Linked DNA regions of Sus scrofa: region 2 is linked to region 1. Evidence: chromatin contacts called from public HiChIP or PLAC-seq data. All regions are on one chromosome and are shown on one strand. The core of a region is the stretch at or near the end of the contact, and the rest is flanking DNA. Distances in the headings are between cores, read along the strand shown. Region 1 holds the start of MRPL17 (mitochondrial ribosomal protein L17). Region 2 holds the start of TIMM10B (mitochondrial import inner membrane translocase subunit Tim10 B).

What was found. HiChIP or PLAC-seq counts read pairs in DNA pulled down with a chosen protein or histone mark.
Region 2: an H3K27ac HiChIP or PLAC-seq map of alveolar macrophages shows a contact between it and region 1. The contact joins the promoter of TIMM10B here to the promoter of MRPL17 in region 1. A contact is called at or near these places in 3 of 47 Hi-C or Micro-C datasets (embryonic fibroblasts, heart right ventricle and liver) and 1 of 2 datasets of contacts at active chromatin or transcription factors (alveolar macrophages).

What each region holds. Positions count from the first base shown.
Region 1 is chr9:3,071,054-3,077,650 of Sscrofa11.1, forward strand. It overlaps MRPL17 (mitochondrial ribosomal protein L17), which reads left to right and starts at 4,933. Exons shown (of 3, transcript NM_001244380.1): 1 at 4,933-5,136; 2 at 5,418-5,486; 3 at 6,265-6,597. The coding sequence starts at 4,963. The coding sequence ends at 6,531. LOC106507820 (a long non-coding RNA gene) reads right to left here. Exons shown (of 4, transcript XR_002335515.1): 4 at 5,109-5,198.
Region 2 is chr9:3,245,925-3,252,706 of Sscrofa11.1, forward strand. TIMM10B (mitochondrial import inner membrane translocase subunit Tim10 B) reads right to left here and starts at 4,051. Exons shown (of 3, transcript XM_003357135.4): 1 at 3,906-4,051; 2 at 3,609-3,704; 3 at 2,550-3,412. The coding sequence starts at 3,944. The coding sequence ends at 3,236. ARFIP2 (arfaptin-2) reads left to right here and starts at 4,087. Exons shown (of 8, transcript XM_003357136.4): 1 at 4,087-4,241; 2 at 5,030-5,170; 3 at 5,426-5,522; 4 at 6,242-6,360; 5 at 6,544-6,765. The coding sequence starts at 5,072.

The DNA of each region.
Region 1 (6,597 bases), core at 3,683-6,182:
CAGCTCCTCTTGCTCCAGTACTGCCACCATCTGGGAGAAGAGTGCTGGTGGTGGGATGGGAGAGAGCACACTCTTGAAGGGAATGGAGCCAGCTTGGACCCATCCCTTAGGGTTTCTGCTCCAAAAATTTGGAACATGGCCCTGCCCCCAATATGGTAGTGCTGGCCAGTGCACAGAGGAGAAGCCCCAGCTCACACCTGGCTCCACCCCAACCCCTCCATCTCCAGCCCCACCTACTTACAAGCGGACAGCTGCCTGAACACACAACCTGGGGAAAGACATAACTCATGCTCATATCACATCCAGCTCTCCTACCAAACCCACTGGGCAGAGGTAGACTGAATAGGGACACTACCACACAAGGGAAAACTTTAGGACCATGACAGATAACTGTTTCACTAAAATCATAGAGACAGAAAGCAAAATAAGAAGACAGAGAATTTGTTTCAACTAAAAAAAAAAAAAAAAAAAAAAAAAGGAAAAAGAAAACCCCTGAAGAAAACAACTAGTGAAATGGAATAAATAATTTACCAGATAAAGAGGTGAAAGCATTAGCAATAAAAATGCTAACTGAATTAGGGAAAACAATATATAAACACAGTAATAAATTTATAAACACCTTCTGCAGCTCCACACACAAAAAAGCAAACAACCCATCAAAAAATGGGCAGAAAATCTAAACAGACAATTCTCCAAAGAAGACATACAGATGGCCAAAAAACACATGAAAAGATGTTCAACATCACTCATGATTAGAGAAACGAAAATCAAAACCACTATGAGGTACCACCTTACACCAGCCAGAATGGCCATCATCCAAAAGTCTACCAACAATAAGTGCTGGAGAGGGTGTGGAGAAAAAGGAACCCTAGTACACTGTTGGTGGGATTGTAAATTGGTGCAACCACTGTGGAAAGCAATATGGAGATTCCTCAGAAAACTAAACATAGAACTACCATTTGATCCAGCAATCCCACTCCTGGGCATCTATCCAGAGAAAACCACGACTCGCAAAGACACATGTTCTCCAATGTTCATTGCAGCACTATTTGCGATAGCCAAGACATAGAAACAACCTAAATATCCACTGACAGAGGAGTGGATCAAGAAGATGTGGTGCATATACACAATGGAATATTACTCAGCCATTAAAAGGAACAAAATACCAGCGTTTTTAGCAACATGGATGGACCTAGGAATTATCATGCTAAGTGAAGTCAGTCAGACAATGAGACACCAACATAAATATATGTGGAATCTGAAAAAAGGACAGACTGAACTTCTTTGCAGAACGGATGCTGACTCACAGACTTTGAAAAACTTATGGCTTCCAAAGGAGTCAGTTTGGGGGGTGGGGGGATGCACCAGGGGTGTGGAATGGAAATCTTATAAAATTGGATTGTGATGATCATTGTACAACTATAAATGTAATAAATTCATTGAGTAATAAAAAAATTGTTATCTTCAATATTCTAGTGATTCAAGTGTGGGAAACCCATTTTAACTGAGCCTAATATAATCACAGTTCCATCTAATACCAGAGACAGGTTCTGTCTTTGTTCAATTTTTCCTAGAACACTGGATCCAAAGAGGTGTTTAGACCCTGACCTGAGGAGGGAAAAAAATCCAGAAGGAGATAGTCCCTGTACTTCCAGACATTCAGGATTCTAGGGATAGAAACAAAAGTTGGCTTGGGGTCCAATCAACAACCGTTTCTCACCATCATCACTAAATCCCTGATTGAACACTCACTGAGCTCCCTGTACTGGCTCCCAGGGCATCACTTCATGAAGACATCAGCAGGATGGGATGCAGTCAGAGTAAAGGAAAAAGCCTGTTTATCTACTTACAACACTTCTGACATGCAAGCAATTCTCCTACTCTCAAAATTTCCCAAAGCCAGTGGGTACCAAGGGTTGGGAGGTGTAAGTAGCCTGCCCCAATGCAAGCATAAGAAGGTGAATTGTCTGTAAAGAACTTTAAAACAGTAATAAAACTAACTATAAGTCAATCTGACTTGTATCACATCTACTAAATAGTGTTAGTGATACAATAACCCTCAAACAAAAGCCTTTTATTGGTCTAAATTATAAACAGCCAATATGGTTACTGTTGCATTATAATAAAATATATGCAGGCTTCAAACTATCACTTTTTAAAACTAATCCACTAAAACATATTTTATTCTTCATGAATGCTAATCTGAAAAACTATCAGTTACACAGATTCAGCCACATAATATCACTTTTTATAGTAAATTCATAACAATTTGTGATCTTTCAAGCTCACTTTAGGCACATTTTGTGCCTCCGACCCTTGTGGTAGAACATAACCCTGCTCCCAAAACTATAAATTTAAAAGAAACAATCCTGGAGTTCCCGTCGTGGCACAGTGGTTAACGAATCCGACTAGGAACCATGAGGTTGCGGGTTCGGTCCCTGCCCTTGCTCAGTGGGTTAACAATCCGGCGTTGCCGTGAGCTGTGGTGTAGGTCGCAGATGCGGCTCGGATCCCGCGTTGCTGTGGCTCTGGTGTAGGCCAGTGGCTGCAGCTCCGATTGAACCCCTAGCCTGGGAATCTCCATATGCCGCAGAAGCGGCCCAAGAAATAGCAAAAAGACAAAAAAAAAAAAAAAAAGTAAAAAATAATAAAAATTAAAAAATAATAAAAAATCCTATTTGTATAAGATTTTTCTCTTTCTTGAATTTTTTTTACATAAAGGTAAAGTTTCAGACTAGGTAAATCAGACACAAAAATAACTGCAAACAGCCAGAATGTGCCTGAAACAATATACAATAAGACACTATGGTTTAAAATTCCTTGAACGTCAACCCACAAAAACTGTAGAGAAAGCCATTAATTATGCAACAACAAAATGTAAGGAAACTGACATAGAAAAAAAAGAATCAAAGTTTGAATACTGCCAGGAGAACAGACAAGAGATGATGGTCTCACATAACCAAAAAAATAAGGACAAAGTCTGACACTGTTCTGTATGTTTTCACCACAAGGACATGCCTTTTAAAGCAATGGATCAAATAACACCAGGGTCAATTTTCATTTGCTCTGACTTCTGAGAAGAACAAAATTTTCCCAAGTCTTTATGAATAGAAATTTATGATGAATTTTCAGATGATGATATTAACAGTGGAATGTGAAGATAACTGAAAGCTGTAAAAATTGATCCCAAAAATGGAGCTCCCGTCGTGGCTCAGTGGTTAATGAACCCGACTAGTATCCATGAGGACCCAGGTTCGATCCCTGGCCTTGCTCAGTGGGTTAAGGATCATGAACTGTGGTGTAGGTCGCAGCTTGGATCCAGCATTGCTGTAGCTGTGGTGTAGGCTGGCAGCTATAGCTCCAACTCAACCCCTAGCCTGAGAACCTCCATATGCAACAGGTGTGGCCCTTAAAAAAAAAAAAAAAAAAGACAAAAAAAGTAATTGATCCCAAAGGAACAAGGCACAGACAACATTGTAATTTCTGGGGCTTATTGTGAAGTGCAGTGTGTATAAATCTCTACCAACATATCCATATGTTTAAGACTTTTTGTATTTGTATGTGTGTTACTTCCAACAAAAGAAACTTCAAAATTAAAATTAACAAGCCTTCTCTGCTAACCTAAGAGAAAGACAGAACAACAAATCTAAATATGCGTTATCAAAAAAATATGTAAATGAACCTGTCCACTGGCTGCATTCTCTGAAGGATCCAGGGAACAATCTGTTCCAAACCATGCTCTTAGTTTCTGAGGTTTGCCAGAAAACCCTCGACTTACAACTGGACAGCTCTGCTCTCTGCCTTCTCCGCCACATGGTATCCCCCCTGTGGGTCACTGTCTCTCCTTATAGATTCTTTTTCTGAGACATCAGGCATTTGGGATTAGGCCCCCACCCCAGCCCAGTAAGACTTGATCTTAACTAATGACATCTGATCTGCAGGGCTCTATTATTTTTCGTGTTTTTTTGTTTTGTTTTGTTTTTTGGGTTTTTGTTTTGTTTGTTTTGTTTGTCTTTGGTCTTTTTAGGGCCACCCCTGCAGCACATGGAGGTTCCCAGGCTAGGGGTCGAATCAGAGATGTTGCCACCGGCCCACACCACAGCCACAGCAACAGGGGATCCAAGCCACATCTGCGACCTACGCCACAGCTCACGGCAACGCCGGATCCTTAACCCACTGAGCGAGGCCGGGGATGGAACCCGCAACCTCACGGTTCCTCGTCAGATTCGTTGACCATCGAGGCCACGAAGGGAACGCCAGGGCTCTATTTCACTTTTAAAAGGGCACCTCCTGAGGCCCAGAGGGCGGGGCAGGAGGTGTGGGACGGGGTAGGACCCGGCTCCCCCTTTGCGGAGGGGACGAGGGAATCCACAAGCAGCTGTGACGAAGGCACCGCCAATCGGCAGAGCCGCAGCGGTGCTGAAATTCTTCTGGAACTGGGATGACGGCACGCCTTCAAAGAAAAGTTTCGCCGTCTGGGTCTCTTTCCTCTCAGTGTTATTCCACTCACGGCACCACGACCACGGAAAACAAGTTTCTTTAACAAGGGACCGCTCAGGGGGTCAGACCTCGCCGCGGCCGGGGGCGGGCAGGGCGCCAGCGCGAGAGACCGCGACCCGCCCGGCGCCTTCCCCTCAGGTACTCACTTTCCGAGCCGGCTGCAGGCGGAGCTTCCAGCGCCCTGCAGGACGACGGGCGCAGCACGCGAGAAACCCGAGGCCGGCTCCCTCACACCAGGCGGCGCTCCCGGGCCGGAGCCGCGCCGCCCGCCTCCTCAGGGAGAGGTCGACGCCCCTTCCCCGCCCTCCCCCAGGCTGCCAACGAGGCAGGCTCCGCTACACATGCGCAAACACGTCCGCCACGCACCTGCCTACGGCGCATGCGTCCTCCCGGCTCCGCCTCTCCGCGCACCTCGCGGAGCTTCCGGTTCCGGCCTCCCGGGGGCGGGGAGAAGTCGGGACGATGCGGCTGTCGGTGGCCGCCGCCATCTCCCACGGCCGCGTCTTCCGCCGCCTGGGCCTTGGTCCCGAGTCCCGCATCCACCTGTTGCAGAACTTGCTTACGGGACTGGTGCGACACGAACGCATCGAGGCGTCATGGGCACGCGTGGACGAGCTGAGGGGCTACGCGGAGAAGGTGAGCGGAGGGACCCTCTTGCTCCGGTCAGGTCGGGCCTCCGGGGGCGGGTCCGGCGGGAGCTGGGGAAGAATTGAGACGCCTCGTAAGCCCTGCGCGAGGTCTCAGTCCGCGAGTACCGCGAGCCGAGTCCACCCCTCTGACCCGCACGTGGAAGGCCGGTGAGGCCCGCCTTATCCAGACGCTTTGCTCGTAGCATGATGCGTTGCAGTCTGGCATTCGGGAGGTAAGATGGGCCCCCTTTTCTTGCTCGGGTTGAGTAAGTTCTTGTGTCCTCGCAGCTCATCGACTATGGGAAGCTGGGAGACACCAACGAACGAGCCATGCGCATGGCTGACTTCTGGCTCACGGTGAGCGCATCCTGTCTCCCACATGTCTTCCTTGGCTCCTTACGTCGGAGGGGTTGTTAGAGGAGAGGGAACCGGGCAGAAATAAGCTTAGTCATGCCATGCCCTTAAGGACAGATGTAAACTAGAGATGTGTGTCCTGAGATCATTGAATTCAACGGGAATCTGAATCTACACAACTGCCTGTAACTAATCCCCTCTGTGTTTTTCTTGCCTCTTTTAAAAAAAAATTTTACTAGAGTTGATTTACAGTGTTGTGCCAATTTCCGCTGTTTAGCAAAGTGACCCAGTCTCATGTATATGTGGGAATCTATATATATATATATCCTCCTTCTTATATTTTCTTTTTTTTTTTTGTCTTTTTGCCTTTTCTAGGGCCGCTCCCGCGGCATATGGAGGTTCCCAAGCTAGGGGTCCATTCGGAGCTGTAGCCGCCGGCCTACACCACAGTCACAGCAACGCCAGATCCTTAACCCACTGAGCAAGGCCAGGGACCGAACCCGCAACCTCATGGTTCCTAGTCGGATTCGTTAACCACTGCGCCACGACGGGAACTCCTCTCCTATATTTTCTTCCATCGTGGTCTACCCAAGAGACTGGGTATAGTTCACTGCGCTATACAGTACCCTCTGTCGTTTTTGACAACACACAGAAGTTCTCCGTGAGGAAGTTTCGGGCAGGGTGTTGGTGTTTGGACCCTACCTTTGAGAATGCTGAAAGTGAAATTTCTCTACAGTGTGTGCCTGACTCTCTGCTCTCTCCTGGATAACTCCCCCTCTAGGAGAAAGACTTGATCCCAAAGCTGTTTCAAGTACTGGCCCCTCGGTTCCAAGGTCAGAATGGGGGCTACACGAGAATGCTGCAGATCCCAAATCGGAATGAGCAGGATCGGGCCAAGATGGCAGTGATCGAGTATAAAGGGAACTGTCTGCCACCTTTGCCCCTGCCTCGCAGGGACAGCAACCTTACACTCCTAAACCAACTACTCCAGGGACTGCGGCAGGACCAGGAAGCAAGCAGCCACACAGCTCAAACACCAGCAGTTTAACTGGAGCCAAGAGTGTGCAGCCCTCATCAGTGCCCAGGATCCCAGGGCTTGGGAGCCTTTTAATCG
Region 2 (6,782 bases), core at 2,801-5,300, 170 kb after region 1:
TGGCCAGTGAATGCGGAATAGACTGGAGGGTGCAGAAGTAGACGTGGGGGGGGGGGCAGGAACTGCAAGAATCCTGGTGGGAGACTGTGAAGATGAAGAAAAGCAGATGGAATCCAGGGATTTTTAGAAACGTAAACTGATCATCTAGCAACTGAGTGAAGGGATGAGTGAGGTTTCTAGCTTCTGCAGCCGGTGGAGCACCAGGCCCAGCGAGAAACATACTGAGTTGGGATCCCCGCCCCGGCTCCACAGTGTGCAGTAGCTTGAGGTGGGATCTCTTTCCAGACTAGAGACTGAACCCTGGCCGCAGCGGTACAAGCACGCAACTCCAACCACAGGACTACCTCGGAGCTGCCAGGTTGGGATATTCTTGAAACACCTCAGTAGAAATATCAATCAGATGGCTCAGGGGTCAGATCTGAGTCACAGTAACTAAAGCTCGGAGTGGAGATAAAACATTTCCAGAGAGATTATACTCAGAAAGAAACATTTGGATTTAATGGCTGGAGGAGACAAGTCCTACAAAGGAGGCTAAGAAGCTGTGGCCAGAGGTGGCAGCAGTGAGACCACAAGTGGAATCACAGACACTAATGAGAGCGAGATGAGGGACTCGGCAACAGCACCAGACGCCCCTGAGAAGTGAAGGAAGCTGGGGAAACCACCACTGGCTCCAAGCAGGTGAAGGTCCCTTGGTGAGCTGGGGTGACCTCGGGAAGAACTCTTCCAACAGAGTAAAGGCTGCAGAAGTCCAAACAGACTGGGTGGAACGGAAATGCAGAGAAGTCAGAGCTGTAAAAGCAGAAACAAACTGGATGGTGCCCGGGCGGCAGTGGCTTGTTTGCTGCACCGGGCTCTTTAGCTCATTAAGACGCTGCTGAGAAGAATCAGGTGGGGAAACGTCAGCACTCTCCGCAGGAGGGAGGACTGGGATGGAGGCGCAGCAACAGGCACTGGCCTTAAGAGGGACGCCGGTCCTGTTTCGACAGGAGGGAGAGGAGAGAATGACGCAGGTGTAGGTGGGTTTGGGGTTGTGAGAAGTTGCGGGAGCTCCCCACTGACAGCTCCGACATTTGCTAACGAGGTAAAAACAAGGCTACCAGCAAAAAGCGAGGAGACGGTGCAGGTAGAATCCTGGTTTGAAATAGTCACTGCAGGGAACAGGAAAGCTGACTTGAAAAATCTAGTGGGATTACAGGGGCTGAGGCTCCATTTGAAGTTGATAACCACGGATTCACGGTGATATAAATCCTCCCTACACTGACTCCCTTATAAGCCTAAATGCATGCACAGATGGTTCATCTTATCCAAGTCCAACAAAGAGAAGCAAGGACATCTAGCCTATTCCAAGCAAATGGCTAGAATTTAAGCTTGACAGGAATCTAATGACAGGAAGGTGTTAATGGAGAAAAAGTGGAAGCAATGGCCTGACTGCTCCAGTGAAACTTGTGTAATAATTTGTGTGATAAAAGGATAAAGTTTTGTCAAAGCTCATCCTCGAGTTGTGCTTCGAATGTCACACTGCTCTCATTATGTCCATGGGACACTTCACGGGAAGACCTGAAGGAGATTTCAGTGGCTTCTGATACATACTGAATTCTTACCTCCTCATCTCTCAAGTGGGGATAATATCGAAACCAGAACCTATACAAAGTGGGTGCTCAAGAGACGATTTTGAGAAGCAGCCTGGTATAGCAAAGAGAACGACACCAGGCTAGCATAGTTCCCTTAAAGAGATATACTTTAAGTATATCGTAAAGTCAGATCTGCCTTTTGAGAGTCTGCTACCAGAAGAATTCAATATCCTGACCTGTATAGGGGGAGAAAACAACTGTTTTGTGGGTGGTTTCAAGTTTTTTGAAAAAGTACTACTGTGGAAACCAACCAAGCTTTTGTCTAAAAGCTCCCATTTCCATTATAAAAACGAAGCATGATCACCGAAGGGGGAATAGCTGAGGGTGAGGTGGGGGGTTAGGGAGAGCAGTGAAGGTGTAAACAGCTGCCATGGTGATGAGAAGAGCAAACAGACCAGGAACCCTCCAAATGCTATTTGTTGGTAGAGCTTGGTTGCAGCTGGGACTGGGAATATTTAGTGGCATTCACTACACAGCTGTGTTTTCCTCTAGCTGTGTGAATGGAGGACCAGAAAAGTTAAAACAGCTGGACTGGGAGTTCCCTGGTGGCCGAGCAGTTAAGAACTCGGCATTGTCACTGCTGTGGCTTCAGTTTGATCCCTGGCCTGGGAACTTCTGCATGCCATGGCATGGCCAAAAAATAAATAATAATAAGTAAAACAGGTGGAATGATACAAAAAGGACACAAGGGCAGCAAAAAAATTCAGGGATGGAGTGACATGCCACTGAGACTGCTGAATACAGAGGTAAACTCCACAAGGGAGGCAATAATGAGGAAAGAATGGAGAGGCTGGAATTAGAAACCATGGGATAGGCACAGCTGGGACAATGCAGAGTAGGGGGCAGGGCTGGAATTAGGAGATCACAGGCGAGCAGTGAGACAAGAGCGTAACATCCAAAAGCTTTTCCTTTCTTCTGTTTTTTTTTTTTTTTTTTTTTTTTTTTTGTCCCCTTAGCCACCACCCTCTACTTCTGTGGTTTTCTCTCCCTTGAGTCTGACTATAGTGCAGAACATGGCTCCCCAAGTTTTCCCCTGACTGCTCCTGAAGACGAGCACACAGACCTCCTCGGTTTAAAGGATTTACTGCTCAATTTCTGGGAGTATTAAGAAAGTAACAACTTGGGGGAGTGGTTAACGTTCTAGAACACCCAGAAGTCCTATAGGTTTCATCTGTCTGGGGCTACTGACTTTCGAAGAGGTAGTGCCTAAAAGCCCTGTGGTTTCTTAATCCATGGTCCTTAATATCTCTAAGCGAACCATTTAAGTCAGACAGATTTAAGGACAGAGTTCCCATTTTCTCTGCCGTCTGGGCACGAACCAGCGTCTTGTTGCCAATTTTAAAGCTGTACCCACAGACCTTCCTTTAACCAGGTGCCTGGGAATGCTGAGGTTTTCCTTCCACACACAGAAGGCAACTTCTCCCTGCCCAGAATATCAACCGCACAGATTACAGCAGGTTTATTAGCTCCAGGAAAAGGAGCAACAGTACCTAGCTCTCAGGCAACTCCTCATTCTCTACATACAGGCTCCATCTTGCCCAAGGTCCACTGCTCCTTCAACGTGAGGGTCCATCCAGTGCCTCCCTTCTCAGCGTTGAGGACAGCTAGCTGCCAGATGGCGAGGCTTCTGGCTGTTCAGCAGCAACACCTGGCACAGCTGAGGCAGCCTCGTAGTCAGCGATGCGGCGCTGTACCAGGGCAGGCATGAGCTGCACGTAAGCGGCCATGAGGCGGTGGTTGGAATGGATCAGCTTCCCGGCACAGCTGTGCAGACAGGCCTCCTGGAAGGAAGACAGGGTGGAAGTAGAAGCCAAAGGTGTCCAGTCAGGTCCGTTTCCCTCCTTCCCATCCCCAGCCTCAGGGCGGAGGTCGTGGGAAGCCAGGGCCGGACGTAGGGGAATTGACGGGAGAGGGAAGCAGTGCACGGTTAGCTCTGAGGCTCGAGGAGCACTTCCCTACTCAGTTCCCCCACCTAACCTCCTCGGCATCCAGAGCTCGGTGATGCAGGCTGGGCACGCAGCGCTGGAAGCAGAGTTCCGTCATCCGATTGTAGACCAACAGGAAGTCCCGCAACTGGGGAGGAAGGGGGACAAGGAACTCAGCGAAGAGGGGGCCACGTCTCAACTCAAGGCCGCGCTGCCGGCGCTTTCCCAGGACCGTGTACCACGGCCCGTGGTTCCCAGCCCTTGGATGCCTGGCTCTCTGGGGTTTCCGCCATGCGAACAGGGATGCTAGCTGGATGCAGGGCCCTTAAGCGACTTAGCTCCCACTCACGTTTCTCAGCTGCTGCTGCTGCTGCTGTTGCTGTTCCATCACGCCGCCGGCGCACAACCTACGTCACTTCCGTTACAGCTTCTAGGGAACGCCCCGGAAGTGACCTCAATGGCTCCCCAGGGGCAGAGGGGTTGGCTCAAGGAGCGCCCGCCCACCTCCCCGCGACGTCACTTCCGCCCTCATAATCGGCTACGTGGCCGGCTTCTTCTGCCCGGGAGAGGACGTCACTTCCGCCGAGTCCCTGACCTGCTGCTAGGATCGCGACGGGAACTGGATCCCGAGATCCCCGCGCGGCCCGGGCCTGGCGCCCTGAGGGGAAGAGCGGCCCGGCCCGAGGTGAGAGGGACGTGCATGGGCGAGGGCAAGGTGAACGCACGAACCTGACCTGAGGGCAAGATGCTTCTGAGCCCTGGGAAAGGATGAGGACACACCTGACGCCCAGGTGTATGGGGGGAGGGCGGAGACTCACACACCTGGGGAGACCTAACTGACTTTGGAAGGGATCACCTCCCTATGTCCTGGGGCAAAGGGACTTTTCCCCGGGGTCGGGAACTTACACCAACTGATTCAACTAAGGCCTGGGGCGGGGGTGGGGGCAGGAAGAGGGGGTGCATGGGATGGAGGAGGGGGAGACCACCTGCAGGAAAGAGGAGGAGACATTAGAGGAGTGTGAAAGGCCAAACAATGGCGAACATACCTGAACGGGGATAGGCACCTGAGCGCTGGGAAAGGGATTGTCTCCTGATGAGGAGGAATACCTGCGTGGGGATAAGCTGCTTGAGAGCACAGGCTTTCTCTCCATTGCCTCAAATAGTGCGTGGCATGTAGTAGGCACTCATTAAATGTCTGTGGAAGGACTGAATGCATGAATGATCCCTGGACTGCTGGGGGGGTGGGGGTGGGGGGGTCATGAGAACATGACCTCTGGTCAGGCACACCTGAGGCCTGGGTGCCTGTGTGTAAAACTTTGCACCTTGGAAGGGAGAAAGACAAAGCCCCGAGGGAAGAGTGGTGGGCAGACCCCACCACACTGAAGCCCCGGGACGGCCTCTGCAAGGGCAGGGGAGACCTTCCTCTTCGGAGAACTGGCCCGTTTCCAGAACTGTCTGTGTTGGGCTTTGCAGGGCGCTGGGGTGGAGACTTTGACTCCAGTCCCTTCGCTCGCCATGACGGACGGGATCCTAGGGAAGGCAGCCACAATGGAGATCCCCATCCACGGGAATGGTGACGCGGGGCAGCTTCCTGAGGATGATGGGCTGGAGCAGGTGCTTCTGTTTGATTCTTCACATTGTTTCAGTTGAGGAATCCCAACTCTTAAACCCTGAGCTCTCTCCTTCTTCCAGTAGCCTTCCCCCAACTCACCTGATTTCCTTCAGTCTTTTTACCAATCTTTGTTCTGATTCTGTGCAGACTTCCCTTGTGTGCTCTCTCTATGATGCTTCAATCCAAGCTTGTTTTCACCCCCAAAATGCTTCAGCTGCCCATATGTTCCTGAAGCCCCCCTCTTCTCTGGCCTATAGGACCTCCAGCAGGTGATGGTGTCAGGACCCAACCTCAATGAAACCAGCATTGTGTCTGGTGGCTATGGGGGCTCTGGTGATGGACTCATCCCCACAGGTATGAATGATCAGAGCAGGATAGGGCATTGAGTGGAGAGGGGAAGAGGACTGGCTCCAGGGGGCATAGGATACGTCTAAGAAGGCGTGAATCATGTCTGGAGCTCGTGGGAACCTCTGCCAGGATGAACCCGCGGGCATCTCAGCCCAAGGCCCGTTCCCAGGGGTGTCCATCTGCCTCCACTTGCCACTTTGTCCCTCAGATATGCCCACTTGTCCCTTCTCTGCCGTCACTACCTGAGTCAGGCAGAGAACTCTGTTCACCAGGCCTCCCCTGCTCTGGAGCTTGAATCTGATTTGGAGCTTTGAGAGGCTTATCAGAGTCTTACGTTAGACTCTGCTATTTAGAGGAACAAGCAGCCCTGAATCTCGCAGTGACTGGGATCCACATGGGAATGTCAGCCAGGTGTTCGGTTCGAGGGGCGCCCAGCCATGGTCAGCGACCCCATTCTCAGCCTAGTCTCCGCTGTTTCCTCTGCCCCTGCACACGAGCAACCCCTCCCACCTCCCTTTCCAGTCCTCACCTCCACGTCAAAAGGAGGCCAGGTGTATGTTGGGATTGGGTCTCAGGGTCCAAGGCATGAATTCCTCCTAGTGAGTCTCCAGCCCTGCTCCTTCCGGGGCGTCATTTTCATGTGCTGGGAGGGAAGTGTGGGTGGAACCACAGAGGCGTCGGATTGTGTCTGAGAGAGGCTGGTGTCAGAGAACTTGGTCCTTTAGGGTCTGGCCGCCATCCATCTCACAGCGCCCCTCCTGCTGGCCCCGGGGATGAGGTGGCCCGGGGCATCGCTGGAGAGAAGTTCGACATCGTCAAGAAATGGGGCATCAACACGTATAAGGTGGGATTCACGCACCTCCTCCGCCCCCTGAGCTCCCCCGGGTACCTCTTCCCCATCTTGCGGATCCTCCTGTCCCATCATCTCGGGCTGAGACTTGGAGTCTGGGGACGCCGGGGTAGACACTTGCTGCGGGGCAGGGCCGGGCGCCAGGGTCTCTGACCTGTTCCCCCACTTCCCACTCAGTGCACAAAGCAGCTGTTATCAGAGCGGTTTGGCCGAGGCTCCCGGACTGTGGACCTGGAGCTAGAGCTGCAAATTGAGCTGCTGCGTGAGACGAAGCGCAAGTATGAGAGTGTCCTGCAGCTGGGCCGGGCCCTGACAGCCCACCTCTACAGCCTGCTGCAGACCCAGCATGCACTGGGGGATGCCTTTGCTGACCTCAGCCAGAAGTCCCCAGAGCTTCAGGTGCCTTGGGCAGGCCA